2 separate regions of the Mus musculus genome follow, and region 2 is linked to region 1. A link is a contact called in public Hi-C data. All regions are on one chromosome and are shown on one strand. The core of a region is the stretch at or near the end of the contact, and the rest is flanking DNA. Distances in the headings are between cores, read along the strand shown.

Region 1 (5,051 bases), core at 86-2,585:
AAGTCATAGTAACACAGAAAACCTCTGAGGTTAGATGGTTGTAAGCTTTGACAACAGAACCCATCTTTATGTCTTTTTATGATGCCTGCCTCTCAAATTCCTTCCCTGAGGAAGACATTTACCCCTCCTCCTGAAGTCCAACCATAAAGCAAGGTGTCATTCCATTGGAGTTCATTCTGGGAGGCCCTGAGTTTGTTGTGCTTCCAGATAGGACAGAGTGGGTGAGAAGTTACAGGCAGGAGCATGGGTAGCCCTGAAGGAGCCACACTAAGAGGAAGGTCTGCTCAGCCTAGCATGGATTTTATTTCCATGGACTCCTCTATAGACTCCCCTATGACCATGTAGATGGTCCCCTTGTCCCCTGTCCTTCTCCACTTATGTAGTCTAACTCTCCCTGAAGCCAAAGGCACTTAAGGGCATTGCATACAACTGGTTAGGAGGAAGGGATAGACATTTGGGTTGAGGGTCCCAAGACCCTCCTCAGCCCTTCCTCCACTGAAGGAAGTCCTCAGTCAACAAGTCTAGCTGGGATGATCTTTTGTAGGAGGGCACAGATGATCTGATGATGAGTTTGGCTCAGAAGTGTGCTCTCTCTCTCTCTCTCTCTCTCTCTCTCTCTCTCTCTCTCTCTCTCACACACACACACACACACACACACACACACACACACACACACACACACACACACACACACAGAAATCGTAATTCAAACGGGATGGAAAACAGTTTTATTCTGGAGCCAAGTATGAGTGACCATAGCCTAGAAACATGGATTTAGGTTATCCTAAATTCCATGCATCGACCTGGAAGCAGTTTCATGAAGTTTTTATAGAAACAGAACAAGAAAAGTCATAAATCAAGATGCTTTTCAAACGCACTGGTGTGGACATTAACTGGGTCACTGCAGCACTGTGGAAAACCTCGGCTGTAACCCTCTGTTGTGGTTCGATGACTTTTGGTTAGTGGGGAATTAGGGCGCTGTTAACAGACTCCAAAAGGTGTTACCTGTAGTCAGGGTGTTAGGTTCTAACATAGAGGGGAGCAAAGAATCACTATGTAATGAGCTTAAAAAAATAGCCTAAGATAAATTGCAATTAGTTTCTGGACATTGTCAATTCTAAAGGCATTGAAGTTTCTACAGGCAGTTTCTACCCAGGAATTATCCACAGAAGGTAGCCGTGTTCAAAAACATCACCGGGCTATTTTAAAACTAGTTTTAAATCCCCGCTAAGTAAATGAAACAAAACAAAGCCCAGGCTTCCTAAACCCTCACAAACAAGGCTGACCCAGTTCCTAGAGGAAACATGATGTTCAGTGTGGGCTGTGAATCATGCTGCCAGGGTTTATCTTCATTTCCCATGGATCCTGACACTTTAGTTTCATTTTTCTTTGTTTTGAAACTAAGGATTAAGGCAGTGCCTCCTACACGGGACCTCTGTAAATGAAGCTCAGCCTGAGGGGGACCTCTGTGAATGAAGCTCAGCCTGAGGTGTGGCGTGCAGCCCCTCTTCACGTGCTCCATTATGTAAGGAGTAGCACCGAGCAACTGGGCCTCCTATTTAACGCTCTCTGTGTTAAAACAGTTCTCTCTCCCATGGAACTAAAAGGGAAGAAGAGAGAAGTTTACTTCTGAGCCAAATTTGAGTAACCATATCCCAGGATTGCCCAAAAAGATGTTTCATAGATGTGGGTACATGAGTTTTTTTTTTTTTTTAATCAGTCAAAGAACAAAAAAATTGGTGGGGCTAGTAGGTAGTGGGGTTATAGTCTTATCTTCTGGATTGGTAAAACTAATCTGCTAAGGTTCTGATGGCCCTAAGAATGGTAGGTGAGGCAGAACTGTGGGTAACGGAGGTTTTCAAAGGGACTACAAAGAACACAAGAGAATTTAGCTCTGCAACATTCTAACTTCCTCCATCATTAAGTTCTAATCAGCCAGGCAGGCTGGTAGAATCCTCAGAACTGGGTGGCTTAGATGTTACTATGTCTAGGAGCCAGGGAAAGGGTCTTCAAATAAACGTATCATTTTTAACAAAGAGCTCATAACAATAATTTTCAAATTGCATCTCATTTCTCCTTTAAAGTTTTTTTTTAAGGACGTTAAGTATCATTTTGCTGAAGTTGGTTCTTTCACAGAACTCCATTTTTTTTCTCTCTGCAATCAAATTACTAATAGGAGATACTAAGTAAACAAAGATAGCAAAATATTGTATTCAATGTATCTTCTAAAAGAAAACAGGCTTCTTTTTTAAACAATTTATTTTTTTATGTGCATTGATGGGTTTTGCCTGCTTGTTTGTCTATGTGAGAGTGTGGGATTCCTTAGGACTGGGGTATCAGACAGTTGTGAGCTGCCACCTGGGTGCTGGGAATTGAATCTGGGTTCTCAGGAAAAGCAGCCAGTGTCTTAACCATTGAGCCATCATCTCTCCAGTCCTCACTAGACCAGCTTGTTAGACGTTTGTTAATAAACAATGAGTGGTGTACCTGCATCTAAAGGAAAACTCGAAGTCTGTCCTCGGCTGGAATACAAAAGTACAATTTCAATTTACGTCATTTTAGAGGTAAACAGGAGAATCTTCTGTAAGTTCCCTCACATCACCCCTCAGCCCCCTCCAGCTACCCCACTTCTCTGAGAGGAAAACTTTGTAAATAAATATCTACGCTCTTTTTTTCTTCTTCACTGCCCCCTTCATTTGCCTAACACACATCATCCATTAGTCTTGCTGTTCCCTAAGGTCTCCCATCCCCTGATGCCAGTGACCCCACTCTCAAACTCTGTATCTGCATTTCAAGGTACCCTTTAACCACCCACCCCACACAGCCCCCAAGAGAGGCTGGGCTGGCTTCTCTGCTTATATTTCCCTGGGGGAAGTCATCTACTATGACTTAAAATACGTCCCACTCACAGTTACGGTTAATGTCAATTAGACAGGATCTAGAGCCACCAAGGAGATAGACCTTGGGGCACGCCCACAAGGGATCATCTAGATAGGGGAGGGAATCCGCACCCTACCAGTGGATGGTACTGTTGGAGGGGGTGGGGTCTTGGACTACATAAACAGGAGAAAGCTAGCTAAGGATTTGCTGACAGGATTCTCTGCTTCCTGTCTGTGGGCACAATGTATCCTTCTGCCTCAAACCTCTTGTAATCAAGAGGTCCTTGCTATGGACTGCACACTTGACCATGAACCAGAATAAGCCCCTTTGCCCTCAAGGTGCTTTTGTTAGGGTCTTTAATGGCAGCAACGAGACAAGGATATATCTACCAAGAACCCTCAGACTTAAAGCCACAGCTTTTCTTTGAGTGGCAGACATAACACAAACACCTTTTGATACTCCCAATATTTAAGTTTTCCAACAAAATGTTCCCTTCACCTAATCTTTGTTCTTCCCACTGCTCTAAGTCAGTCAAGAAACAAAATGTTATCGTCGTCAGGTAGAGAGCCGCAGCTGCCAGGCTGCCTGCCAAATAACCATAGGTTTACGCACACATTTATTATTTGCACAAAGCAAAAGCAACTGGAGTCATTCTCAGGGTTGCTCGTAAGATGCCACTGAACCAAGGAGACCAAATGACGGGTGACAGAAGTGGATTGTCTCTGCATCTGAATGGGGTGCGCTCCACTGGAGTGATTTGGCTGAGGGGCAGATGACGTACGGTCTGACAGTTCCTCTGAGGGCTGACTGACCACTCTCCCACATCCCGGGAGAGATCTCAAAGCTTTCTGTCAAGATCTGCTTCAGCGCTGAGTCCTGCCTATGTGGAACTGACACACAGGGTGGATTATCTGATTCGGCCCTTGCTTTTTTAAATCCCTATATCCAAATCCAACAGGAAGCCCTTGAGATTCTCCCTCTACACTGGCTCTGACTCTCTATGGCTATTGTAAACTTAAGCCCCAGTCCACCCACCCACTGAGGGTAGTATGCATCTGTGCTTGCCTTCGCGTGAGCTGGGCCCTATTGAACAGCTAGGCCAACGTTCAGAAATGCAAATCCAATCACTATTTGGCCTAAGCTTCCGACAAAATGTCAGAAGCATCGTACTCCACATAAAACCCTTTCTCTTTTGCTCTTAACCTTGGCCTGTAAGTCGTCGATGAATCACACTTAACACTCCCCTAACATCCTAAGGCTTCCCCTCACCCATGCTGCTTCAGTGCCTCAGTTTTTTCCTTCTTGAAGCATTTTCTTTTTCCTGCCTCAAGAACTTGGGACATCTTCTCATTGCCTTCAACATGGTCTACTAGGCTCTCCCATTGAGGCCCAGAACACTGCCTCCCAAGAGAAGACGCCTCCTGACCTGTGGAAAGTTCACACAGACTTGTAACTGGGCCCTCCCTATCACTCTGTGTAACTGGCCTAACTGGCCTGTGACTGGTTTTTTTTTTTTAAGGAATAAGTTTGTGGTGGTCTGAATGAGAGTGGCCTCCATAGGCTAGAATATCTGGTTCCCAGTTGGTAGAGCTGTTTGGAAGGACTGGGATTAGCCTTGTGAGAAGAGGTGTGTCACTAGGGAGTGGCCTTGACCTTTCAAGAGCCCGTGCCCTGTCACAGTGCTCTGTCTCACGTGTAAGACCTAAGTTCTCTGTGGTACGTGAACCCCTAATGTACTTTTTCTTGTATAAACTGCCTTGGTCCTGGTGTCTCTTCACAGGAATAGAAGAGTAACTAAGACAGAAGTTGGAACCATGGCGTGGGGATTGCTAGGGCAGCCTAACCACACTGCGTTTTGGAGGGACGTGGATTAGGAAAGTGAACGCTGTTGAGCCGGGCCATCTAGGCAGAAGCTCGAGAGACAGAGTAGTGTTGAGTGCACTGGGGGCTGTGGAGGCCCCAGCTTAAGAAGCGTCAGAGGCAAACAGTATTAGCACCTGGGCTAGAGACAGTTCTTGTGAAACTGGCAAAGAATGTGGCTGCTTTTTGCCCTTGTTCGAGGAATCTGCCTTAGGCAAAACTGAAGAGTTCTCTATGAATTTCACCGGCACAGGAGATTCCAAGACAGCCTGACAGTGGCTCTGCTGTATGGTTATCAGGGATCACCCTTG
Region 2 (5,507 bases), core at 2,509-5,008, 35 kb after region 1:
TAGAAGGATACATATTTTGGCCTTTATCCTAGAGATATCCCAGGGTCAGCACTAAAGTGAGGACTCTACAGACCAATCTGATGTAGGAAATTCCTCTTCTCAGGTGTCAAAACACCTAACCAGCACAGATGTAGAGGTGGTCAGGACACAGAAGTAACCCTGAGAGGGCCTGGGAACGGGGATTTGGAGGGAAGGACAATGACCCTCCTGCTCACAGCTAAGGTGACTACAGACTGACTTTCTATGGAGAGGGTAGGAAACAAAAGTAAAAATGATTAGGAAGAATCATTTCCTCTGAAAACAGAGGCAGGGAAGAAAAGACTGAGAGAAGAAAATAAAGAGCTGCAAGCTCTTCCCAGGTAAAGACAAGGGCTCTGGTCTCAGAGGGACTTTGACTGCAATTCCAGCTCTGTTATCTCAGGCAAGTTAAACTTTCAAGCCTTGGCTTTCGGTCTCCAGCATGAGCAAGTTGAACACCATTAATCTGAAAGTTCAAAATCCAAAATGCCCCATGCTCTGAAAGCTGCTGTGAGCCAACAAGAGGCCACAACGTGGGGACTCCATACTTGACTTCACAGGACACTCAACTTGCAGGAGAGTTCGAGGCCAGCCTGGGTATAACAGTAAGATGCTTATGCTGCCCAAAGCAAACAGTGAAAAGCCATAGGCGGACTGAACGTACTCTATAAAGTCACGGTCAAGTGCACAAGATGTGTATGAAACACAAATCAGCTCTATGCTTTAACTTGGGTCCATGTCTAAGGGTGTTGTCTATAGAAATACTCCAAAATCCTATTTAAAGTAAGAAATTGGTTTCATGCATTTTGGATAGAGAACTAAAATTTCAATAGCAGTTATTACTTGGCAGGGGTGTGCAAAAGAATAAATAAGGTAACATAGTATTTAGAATACCGCCCAGCACATAGGAAGTAGCTAAATATTGGCAAGCACTAAAGCCATTTTCCCTAGGAAAAGAAAAGCTAATCTCTGTGAACTATCACCTAGAAGCAAGGCTGCTGCTAGAATCCAAGGGGCTGAAACCTGTCAGACAGAGCACCCCAAACATCATCACACCTGTGTGAGTAACACGACAACTCACCTGAAGCAAGGATGGGCAACTGTACAGCAACCTAAAGATGGGAAATAAAATACAACACAACTAGGTTCCTAAGAACCCATCTAAGAACAAATAATTTGTAGGACTGGGGATGTAGCTCAGTATGACACCTTAGATTTGAGCCCCGGCAATGCATAAGCCAGGCAAGGTAGCACACACAGAGTTCTAGTCTTGTCCAGAGAAAACAACTGGCCAGCACACGGAGTTCTCCAGAACATGCTGGGAGACGAACCCTCCAAACGAAGAAGGCTAACCCATCGGGATGTCAGTATTTTGTTTCTTGGTAGTAAGGTCTCCAAGATGCCTTAGCACTTAGACTGGTCATTAGTTATCCTCACATATAAAATACTACTAGAGCACACTCAACTGTACTTGGTAATTATAGTGCCGAGATTACAAAGCGTAGAGTAAGTGATCTCATTTTGAGAGACTCCTGGGAAATCCACAAGGCTAAGAAACCAGGCCTCAAATCACAAAGCACCCGTGGTGGAGTCCAGAGTAAATGAGCCTAACAGAGCCCAGGATGTCCTATTTCTTTCTAGCCTTAATAAGTACAGTGACATAAAATCAACGCAGACTTTTGTGAGTGCCCAGTTTTTCACTTAAACATGTACCCATTAACTGCCCAGATGCACACCTAAAGGAAAACAACTAACAGCGACTAAACTGAAAGGCAGTTTAATACCACATGCTTCCAGGAAGCTGCTAGAACTGTTAAGACTGATACCAAACGGTAAGTTTATGGGAAGATTCAAGTAAGGGAACTGTTGAAGCCTATGCTTATAGATGCCAAGAAACAGGACTGACACAGATCACATGGTCTTCGGCATCAGCATCCACAACCCCTAGGACTCACTCAAGGAGTCAGCCAAAGACAAAGTACAGACTCTCGATCAAGCACTACAACATATCTACAAGGATCACATGCCTCACGTGATCTCACCCTGCTAGCCTCTCCTATGCTGCCAAGCCTGGGCTGAGCCAGGAGAACCCGCAATTTTAATGAATAGTGTGTAATGAAGATATCATTTGTAAAATCACTGTTAAAAAAAAAAATACCCAAGGTTCTTACAGAACCCGGGTAATGTACTCCAAAGTCAAATACAAAAACATTGTCTACCGCAGAATTCAAAGCACTCCCTCCCAGAGTTTGACTGTTAAGCCTTCCAAGGAATGATAATAAAGTCAAAGATGTTGTAATGTCCAGTTCTTCCATGAGCCCCTTTCCATAGCTTCACAAACGAGTTCACTCACGAAGTACTTGGAATAACATGATTTTGGATCACAATGCACAACAGCTGTCAAAGTAAAGTACAGAAATCAGGAAAATCAAAATACCAAACTAAGTAGAAATGTTTTAAGTCCATCCCCTCCCATTCTAGGGACGCATAGAGTAACACCTTCACTACTTTGACACACTGCTTAATTAGTGAATCATTTTATAATGCACTCATGACCCAAAGATTCGAATTACAAATCACTTGGTTCCAGTTTGTGTGGGCTGAAAGCTTCCCAATACAAAGCTATTGGCTGAAAATTGGGCACCATGCTTAAGAAAGTTCAAAACAGATATGTTCTTTAGTTAGATTGGCTGGCTTAGATTTTTTGATTCTAGGTTTTAATTCCCGAAAAATGCTTAGGAATAATAAAATCAACATCAATGCTATGTGCCCCCGGGTTTTTTGTTTTGTTTTGTTTTTTCACTATTCTAGGAAATAAAGGTACAACAGTAATCACACAATTTTGCTATTGGATAGAAAAATCTGAAGCATATCCCACTTTCCTCACAAGAGACGTGCTGCTCGGTGACATTTTGGTTAGATTATCGAGCATAAGGGTAGCAATCACAGCATGGTATTCCTCTCCAAAATTCTAAGTTATTGCTATGAAAGGATTCGCATACAGCCGCACCAGTCGCTTCAATGGCCAGTGTGCACTGCGATCCTGCAGCTCTTTACCTAAGAGTTCACCAGAGCCTGGAGCAGAAGTGACTTCTATTTAAAATGCACCTGGGGCATCAACCTTGGGGCCAGATTTTCACCTGTTCTGTCAAGGCCCAAAAGGAAGACCAAACACAGAGACAGAAGCTTTGGCGTTAAGTCAAAGCAGGGTGTGTCCAGGAGGCAGTGCCGGGTGCTTACAGGAGATCGTACCTCCCGAGGTAAGTCCTCAGGGACAGGGAGCCTGCACGGGGGCGGCGGGCACCACCACCACCGCCGATCCCCGGCCGCGCATCCCGGGCATCCCGGGCCTGCGCTGCCGCTTACCCTCCGCCCGCTCGCTGCAGCCGACCCGCTTCCCGGCGGAGCAGCCCGAAGCATTGCGTCCAGCAGCAGTTCCCCATCGCATGCCGCCCGGAGCCGCCGCTCCTCCTCCTGCCCCGAGCGCGAGCCCAGGCGGAGCAGCTGCATCCGCGCCGGCCGGAGCTCGGCAGACGGCGACGCCGGGAACAAAGGCCGCCGCTAGGCCCGCGGGCTCCGGGCTACCGCGGCGCGAGGGACGAGCGCAGGGCCGTGGGGTCCCGGGTCTCCAGCCGTCCGCATGGCCCGCTCGCCACCCGCCCGGCCGCCCGCGCCCGTCACCGCCCCGGCAGCCGCGGGAGGCCCGCGCCGCCACGCCCCCTGCCGCTCCCGGGCTCCCATTGGACACGTTTCTGGCGGCTACCGCTTCCGGCGGCTGGCGCGGGCGTCATTTCCGCTGGATTCCGGCTTGGCTGGCAGCGCCGGGCAGGAGGCGCTGTTCTCGGTTGTAGGTGCTGTGTGCTGAACCTGATCCTAGACGGGGATCTGCTCTCTCTCTCTCTCTCTCTCTCTACGCCACTTCTGGCGCCTTCGTCGCCCGCTGTCAAGCAGTGGGGATCATGCAGCGCATGCTCGAGCGCAAGCTTAGCCTTCGAACTTTGTACCTAGAGCGCACGAGCCTCCCCTTCTGCAGCAGCGGGTCGGAAGTCACCCAACGAGTGCGCTCCAGGATGGCACCAGAGCTAGAGGCAGAGAGGAGGGACTCACTGCCGTTACTTAGAACACACTAAGAGGCTTTTTGTTTTATTTTGTTTTGTTTTGTTTTAATTCTTAAAATATTCTCGTTTGCGGAGCAGCTTATTCTCGTTATACTGCCAGCGGACTGGAGAGACACTGTGCACTCCTAGGCGGATTTTCTTTTATTAAAAACGAAAAGTTCCAGCTTGGGCATGTAGCTCGGTTGGTAGAAGTGTGGTGGAAAAATCTGCAGTCAACAGCACTTGAGAGATGGAAGCAGAGTCATAAATTCAAAGTCAACCTCAGATACACATTAAGTTGGAGGTCAGTCCGGACTGTGTGAGACCCTGTATTTTTATTTTTTATTTTTTAAATTAAAAGTAATTTCAGGTGGAGAAGAGGAGAACCAGAAGAAGTCAGCAAAAGGTCTTGGGTTTTCGGGAGAACAAGCCATTTCTAATTCAAATATAATATTCTAATTCCAAGTTAAGAAGAGCAAGGCTGGGGTAAAGGTCCATGTTCTCAAATGCCACCCTAAAAACCCCCTTTCAGACACCAGGTAGCTTTAAAAGCAGAAGGCAGAAGTATGCCTGGGAGTTGGAGGCCGGCCTGATCTACAGAGCCAGATCCTGGCCAGCCATGTCTATGTAATGAAACCCTGTCTAACCCAACTGGATCCAAGGCATAGTTGTTTCACAAATGCCCAGTTCTGTGGATAACATGCTCCACTGATACCATATATTACAATTTTAACCCACTTTAGTGTGAGTGAAATGGTGACATTGAAAAAAAAAAAAGAAAAGAAAACAGTACTACTAGGAAAACATTCTTTCAACTACTCATTTTGTTGGTTCTTAGCATCAAGGCCAGCCATGATTTCAGTCTTAGCACTTAGTGAACTTGACTCTTTGGTATTCAAGTGGACAAGCCCCACTGCTCATTGGATGCCAGTGAAATGGCTTAATGGTTTCCTAAATTGTCACTGCATTTTCCTCCTCTCTTCCAGTACCTGAAATCAATAATAATAATGTAGCCTTGGAAATGGAACTATAAGTGCGTAAGGAAGCTGGTGCACACAGCCTGTAGATACTACCCAGTGTTGATGAACATGCCTTGAGTGAATGAGTCTGCAGAAACTGATGCTAAACTAAAGTCTGTAAAGCTTACATATTGCACAACTACACTTACAGGAACGTTTTAAAAAGGCAAAGTGATACAAATGACAAGCACAGCAAAGGGCTCCCAGGGGATAAGAAGTGGATCCATGGTAGAAAGTCTGTATTTGGGCTCTATGGATATCATCATGCCCGAGTTTGTGGTACTGTCCTGTGGCTTTGTCAGACACTACTATTGAGGGAAAGTAATGTAAGATATAATGGTGATAATAATAAATAATACATTATCTTACTTCT

What was found. A called contact is a pair of places that touch in the nucleus more often than the background predicts.
Region 2: a contact with region 1 is called in a Hi-C map of the MNK3 cell line, with 3 times the contacts expected there. The contact joins the promoter of Ap1ar here to the enhancer-like site in region 1. A contact is called at or near these places in 2 of 39 promoter capture datasets (erythroid cells and macrophages), 1 of 15 datasets of contacts at CTCF or cohesin (the NIH/3T3 cell line), 54 of 484 Hi-C or Micro-C datasets (3T3-L1-derived adipocytes, the AML12 cell line, B cells and 38 more), 15 of 115 datasets of contacts at active chromatin or transcription factors (the 230-238 cell line, the SCID.adh cell line, T-cell acute lymphoblastic leukemia and 10 more) and 4 of 9 other capture datasets (adipose tissue, liver, macrophages and 1 more).

Annotation. Positions count from the first base shown.
Region 1 is chr3:127,801,641-127,806,691 of GRCm38.p6, forward strand. No RefSeq gene overlaps it. Among named protein-coding and RNA genes, the nearest start is that of Tifa, 14 kb to the left of the region's middle. Within about 2 kb of position 1,336, at least 34 of the 459 cell types and tissues checked have an H3K27ac peak or open chromatin away from gene starts, as enhancers often do. A contact at or near this core is called in the MNK3 cell line, adipose tissue, bone marrow-derived macrophages and 6 more, where this site is marked.
Region 2 is chr3:127,833,765-127,839,271 of GRCm38.p6, forward strand. It overlaps Ap1ar (adaptor-related protein complex 1 associated regulatory protein), which reads right to left and starts at 3,759. Exons shown (of 10, transcript NM_145964.3): 1 at 3,385-3,759. The coding sequence starts at 3,461. It overlaps Gm43653 (a long non-coding RNA gene), which reads left to right and starts at 3,733. Exons shown (of 2, transcript XR_003954551.1): 1 at 3,733-4,419; 2 at 5,102-5,507.